Linked DNA regions of Mus musculus: region 2 is linked to region 1. The links are chromatin contacts, called in public HiChIP or PLAC-seq maps. All regions are on one chromosome and are shown on one strand. The core of a region is the stretch at or near the end of the contact, and the rest is flanking DNA. Distances in the headings are between cores, read along the strand shown.

Region 1 (3,155 bases), core at 173-2,672:
GAGAGGGGACAAGTGGGGTCATGGGTGGGGAGATCTGACTATAGTACCTTACATGTATGTATAAAAATGTTACCATGAAATCAAGTCTTCTGTACAATCCATACACTCCAATAAAAAGAAATGATACAATTTGGTGTTTTAAGTACCTTGGAATAGAGCAAAAAAATCATGGTGGTGGTTGCAGCACTGGTGATGGTAATGGTGGTGATGGTGATAATGGTAGTGATGATGGTGGCTGTGGTCATGGTGGTCATGGTGACAGTGGTAATGTTGACAGCGGCAACAGTGACATCAGCAGTGACAGCACCGGTGGTACTGCACCATCAGGAGAGGGGTGAGTCTGGTATGAGTGCAGCTCTTCATGACCCTATCCCCATACACACCCCTGAGCCTATCCCCATACACACCCCTGAGCCTATTCCCATACACACCCATGACCCTATTCCTACACACACCCATGAACCTATCCCCATACACACCCATGATCCTATCCCCACACACACCCATGAGCCTATCCCCATACACACCCATGACTATCCCCATACACACCCATGATCCTATCCCCACACACACCCATGACCCTATCCCCATACACACCCATGAGCCTATCCCCCCACACACCCATGAGCCTATCCCCATACACACCCATGAGCCTATCCCCATACACACCCATGAGCCTATCCCCCCACACACCCATGAGCCTATCCCCACACACACCCATGAGCCTATCCCCACACACACCCATGAGCCTATCCCCATACACACCCATGACCCTATCCCCATACACACCCATGACCCTATCCCCATACACACCCATGACCCTATCCCCATACACACCCATGAGCCTATCCCCCCACACACCCATGAGCCTATCCCCACACACACCCATGACCCTATCCCCATACACACCCATGAGCCTATCCCCACACACACCCATGACCCTATCCCCATAAACACCCATGAGCCTATCCCCACACACACCCATCCAAGAAGCTATCTTCATAAGCTTGATTTGCTGGAATGGAGATGAATGGTAGGGCTGGCAGATAGACCCTGGCCTGACACCACATGTTCCTACTGGAAGCAGAGCTGTACCCTCCCACGGCTCTGCTTCAGGGCCTGCCTCGTGTCACAGCTGCCACTTCTAATAAGACTCTGTGCCCAAAGCTTCACTTTGGAAATACCCGCCGTGATTAAACTGAGAGAAGCCAGTTTTCAATGGATCCATCACCTCTAGGTCTCCTTCCCAGCAATTGTTGGACTGAGCAAAGGCGAGAAAGTCTCAGGGCATCTGCAATGCCAAACTATGCAAATCTGAGCGGCCTGTAATTACTGCCAGAACCGGAACCCAGAATTGTATGACTTCTGTGCATTTCAGATTTCTACCAGAGGACTGCATTAACAGAGCACTCCTTTCTTGGCGGCATTGAATTTTACCTAATGTGATTCCATTCTGCAGTCTTTAGAGATGCAGATGAGGCCAGCTATAACACACCCAATGCAAAAGCTGTTTTTGCTAAATCATATCAAAATGTTTCGTGGATCACACCAAAAAGTGTTGATATATGGAAATTGCTCTTTTGCAAATGCTGTCCTTAAAATCCAAATGGTATGTTTTGAATGTCTTCTCTCTACACCACACCCTCCCCGGCATTTGTGGGAAATTAGTGGAAATGAGTAATATATTAATATCCATGCTGGCAGGCACAGAAGCACAATGGCCAGAATAACGTTCAGTTCACTCTAAATAAAAGATGGTTCCGAGCCACCCTGGTAAGTGAAGTAGCAGAAGCCACATCTGGGCCTCACTTGTAAGCAAAGAAACAACTAAGTGTCATTGCCACTAATCATATAAATTCATAATTCTTATATGCCTCAGGCTGCTCTCTCTCTCTCTCTCACTCACTCATACACACACACACACACACACACACATACACTCTTTTGGGAGAGGTAAGGAGAGAGAGAGAGAGAGAGAGAGAGAGAGAGAGAGAGAGAAAGAAGCCAAATCCTGACCCTTTCTGCAGCACAGGTACACAATAGCTTTGTGGCTCAGTGACATGAGCTCCCTGGTTAGGGCTGGAAGCGTGGAATACTGTCTGTTTCACATAGCACCTTCTTAGTGTGGGATACTGTCTGTTTCACACAGCGGCTTCCTAGTGTATAGAATACTGTCTGTTGTCATACAGTGGCCTCTTAGTTTCTTTAAGCAGACTGAGAACTCCAACAGACTCTACTGTGTTGTGTAAATTCACTGTTGTAGGTCTCCTGCAATGAATGAACTGTTAGATGACTGTGGTTACAAGGAGCCACAGTGGCCTGACGGCAGTGCCTGGAAGTACTCAGAGCATCCCCCCCCCCAAAAAAAAGCAAGGTACAGTGAGGGTGGGCATGCTGAGATGCTGGTGGTCTGACCAACTTCAGGGAGGGAGTCAGAGGGCATGAAAAGCTGGTTGAAGGGTAACTTGGAAAAAAAAAAAAAGGTGATAAAAACAGGCATTTGGAAAAAACAGCCGGAACTGTAGTGGAGAGAAAATTATGGAATAGATGAGGCCAAAGTCCTGGGTACAGTGTCAGCCATCAGCCATTAGCAGTGGTTGCTCCCCCATGAATCATAGGACTTGGTCAGAACTCGCTATGTTCAGCCTTTTAAAGTTACTCTGCCACCAACCGGATTGGGCTCTGTGCTCTGAAAGCACAAAACAGGGTGACCAGAAGTAAGCCAGAAGCAGGTAGCAGGTCTCCACACCACTATTCAGTGATTGGCAGTTAAAGTTCCATGATATTAACTGGCCGCTGCTTTGGGCGAGGAGTGGGGGATGGTTAATGTCCACTAACAAATTACAATAGGCTCAGGATTGGTCAGACTTTGTTGTTACTGGTGGGTGCCTGTGTCACCTTTGATCTTTTCTATGCTTTTCTCTTTTCTTCTCCTTTCTTTTCTTTCTTTCTTTTTTCTTTCTTTTCCTTTCTTTCTTTTTTTTTTAAATTTTTTTGAGGAATCGCACGGCTCCCGAGGGGTATCCCCCAGTCACTCAGCTTACCTTGACAGAGGGACACGCCTGGAAAAGTGGCTTAATGTATACAGATGGTTCCATTGGATGGCCCTTATCTAAGAGACTCAAATCACACCCCCTACATCCGGGTCTCCATCC
Region 2 (3,155 bases), core at 375-2,874, 320 kb before region 1:
GGGGTTCAATGCCAAATGCAGATTGCGCTGCTCAGGCTTCTGCCCCCTGCCTGACAGCTTTGGCAAGGACCAAGGGGGTGGGAGGGGGAGGGAGATCACGTGTCCTCACAGGAGTTATTTGATTGGGTCGCAAATGACCAATGACTAGCAGAGGAGAAGGACCCCTCGGACCTTAGAGCCTGAAGCCAGATGAGGACCAGGAACAGAGGGATCGAGTTCAGCTGGACCCTTCATGGTCACGTCGTGATCTGAAGGCATTTGAACCTCTGAAATCCTCAACAGTCAAATGTAGTGGCTCTGTGTACACTTCCCACATAAAGGTGTCCCATTACTTTTCCCCAAAGCTTCCTCACCTACAAGACAAGCTCTGCTCCCCCAAGTTTCAGACTCCCATCTACTCTTTGCTTTGGGTTGTGGGGTCACACAGGTTCTTCTGCATACAGCCCTTCACTTGAACATACATTTAGCTAAAACACAAATTCTCCCCGCTGCTGGGGGAAGAGCCTCACAAGTCCCGTCCCTTCCTGAGGGTCTACAGGCAGTTGATGGTTTCTGGGAAGGTGGGGAAAGAAACATCTACTTCAGTAGTATAGTGACCAATCAGTGTCCATGTGCCTGTAAAACCCTCACCCATGCTCCAGTAAGCAGCCCTAACTCACTGGATCTTTCCCCCTGTCTCTATCTCTCTTATGTACATGTATGGATACATGCATGCTGACATACTTACACACATTTACGTACACAGGCACACTCACACACTTACAGGCACATACACACTCTCACACATACATGCACACACACATGCTCACACAATGCATGTACATAAAAAGACACACACTTGCACATATGTACACATACATGCTCACATGCATGCACACACAGACACACACTTATACACATGCATGCACACAGGCATGTACATAGACAGACACGCACACATGCACACATGCACACTCACACATGCATGCACACAATGTATACATGCATAGTCACATACATGCTCACACACATGCACACACACACACACACACACACACACACACACACACACGGCATGAGAGTAGAAGAGAGACCAGTTGGAAAGCAGATGACTGAGTGACTGTAACAGAAATATAGTATTTACAAGTATACAACGTCACAGTGAAGACCACTATTGTGCATAATTGAGATATGTTAATAGAGACCTTGAAAACAAAACAAATAAATGTCCCTCCCTTTGTGTAAGTTAACAGCAACTTTCACACATGACTGGAAACAGCCTACTTAGCTTGGCTGAAATTACGTTCCTGTTGAGGGTGACCCAGTGAAAATGGACTAAGTCAGAGAAGATCACAAGAGTCAGGGAAATGGCATGCACTTTATAAATTTAGGTTTTACATTTTGGATCTTTTCTCTAAAAACAATATTTATGCATTGTCCCTTGATTTTTTTTTTTATATTCAGAAAATACGTTACAATTTTCCTTGTATATGAAAGCCCTGTATTTTATAAGCAGTAACTTCATCGGCCCCAGCTCAGTTCAGGGAATGCTGCACTTTAATTTCAATGTCTTCCTTCATGACACAGGAGGTAGCCTCAATCACAGCTCTGCCACATCTTTGCGCATGCGTCCCAGGCAGGAAGGGGTGTTTTCAGGAGCCCTGCCCACAACGGAGCTTCAAGGCCTCTGATGAACACTGGGGATGGAGGATGCAGCACCGTGGGACTCACTTGCTATCATCATGACAACAGGCAGGATGGTCGCCTTCTGATGGAGCTCAGGGACTTTTGAGATGGTTACTGCATGCCAATCTCTATAAACGACACACATGCACTGAGAAGAATAACTCCTTTTAGTCCGCACATGGATTTTTTTCAAAATATAAGACTGCTCCCTCCTCTTCCATTTCAAGATGGGTGTGTTTCCCCAGACTTGGAGAAGGAGAAGAGCTGCCCCCATCCTTTATCTGGCGAGGAGACCCAGGCGGCTGAGATCCAAACCATGTGCAGGGTGACAACAGTTAAGTCTGCACGGGGCCGCGTGGCTGCTCAGAGCCGAGAGTAGAAAGTGTAGTTCCAGGGTCTAATCCGACCGATCCGCTGTGTTCTTTGCAAAAGGTTGCGAGGCCTTGGCCTAATAAGCATAATCTCATTACACTGCAAATAAAAGTTTCCTATTTATCTCCAGATTTCAAATGAATCTAATAAGGCTTATGATACAGTCACCCAATACCCTAATCATATTTCTGCCTATCTAAAAGCAATCAGTAATTGTGTTACGGCAGAACGTGCTGACAATACCTCTGACACAGAGAGGAGAATGAGAGCCCAGCTGTACTAATTAAATTAAATGCTGGGCTGATGGAATACATTTGCCTCAGCCGGGAGCATGGGCGCAGAATTAATAAGCATTACAGCTCTGAGCGGGAGATGGTATCATAATGGAAGCGAGGTTTTGATGTGGAGAGCCCCATTCAGATTCAATGCACCATCATGCACAGCGGTGACAGCTGCTTAGAGAGGTGCGGAGCCTCAGACAAATTGCACAGGAACTTTGTCGTCTGCATGTTCCTCACCGAGGAGCAAGGCAGGCTGCATCGCTGTGCAGCCTGAGACCCACCCTGGCCAGCTCCTGTAGGTAGTTGCAGCCCCCAGTCTTCCCCTTTCCCAGCATGCCTGTTCTCACAACATACAGTGAGCCTCTGACCTCTTCATGAGCACTCTGTGCCCACCTTCTACCTCAGATGGCAAACACCACCCCGGGATCTTAGGCAGATGGAGTTGGGTCAGTTTTTGAAAGGCGTTGCCCCTCATCCTTTCCTGCAAGCCAGGGAGGGCCCCAAGGAACGAGCTGTACAAGGGTCACTCATGCTGTGGGTCACTGGAACCCAATGATATCCCTAGCTGATGGCTCTCCATCAAGCAAGGACCGCCCTCCGTTGCTGGACCCAGCCTGCTTTGCCAGCACAGCCCAATCCCTCGCTCATAAATTAGCTGCGCTATCTTGCCGGCTGCAGTGTGGAGCTGCCGTGCCAGCCGGCCCAGGCTGCGTTCATTATCATGAGGATTTTGACAGGATATTAAATTTACTAATCCTGAACTTGCCGAACTGACCCCTCACTGGGAACAGACAATGCTGGTGTCTGCCTGTGCGATGCTTTCTGTTTTCTCTCTCC

Evidence for each region. HiChIP or PLAC-seq counts read pairs in DNA pulled down with a chosen protein or histone mark.
Region 2: a contact with region 1 is called in an H3K27ac HiChIP or PLAC-seq map of SST interneurons, with 16 times the contacts expected there. The contact joins two enhancer-like sites. A contact is called at or near these places in 4 of 484 Hi-C or Micro-C datasets (cerebellar granule neurons, embryonic stem cells, myocytes and 1 more) and 9 of 115 datasets of contacts at active chromatin or transcription factors (SST interneurons, VIP interneurons, astrocytes and 6 more).

What each region holds. Positions count from the first base shown.
Region 1 is chr8:12,002,453-12,005,607 of GRCm38.p6, reverse strand. No RefSeq gene overlaps it. Among named protein-coding and RNA genes, the nearest start is that of Tex29, 160 kb to the right of the region's middle. Within about 2 kb of position 1,422, at least 9 of the 459 cell types and tissues checked have an H3K27ac peak or open chromatin away from gene starts, as enhancers often do. A contact at or near this core is called in SST interneurons, where this site is marked.
Region 2 is chr8:12,327,165-12,330,319 of GRCm38.p6, reverse strand. It overlaps Gm51562 (a long non-coding RNA gene), which reads left to right. Exons shown (of 3, transcript XR_003947512.1): 3 at 1,567-2,076. Among named protein-coding and RNA genes, the nearest start is that of Gm51562, 3.8 kb to the left of the region's middle. Within about 2 kb of position 1,624, at least 25 of the 459 cell types and tissues checked have an H3K27ac peak or open chromatin away from gene starts, as enhancers often do. A contact at or near this core is called in SST interneurons, where this site is marked.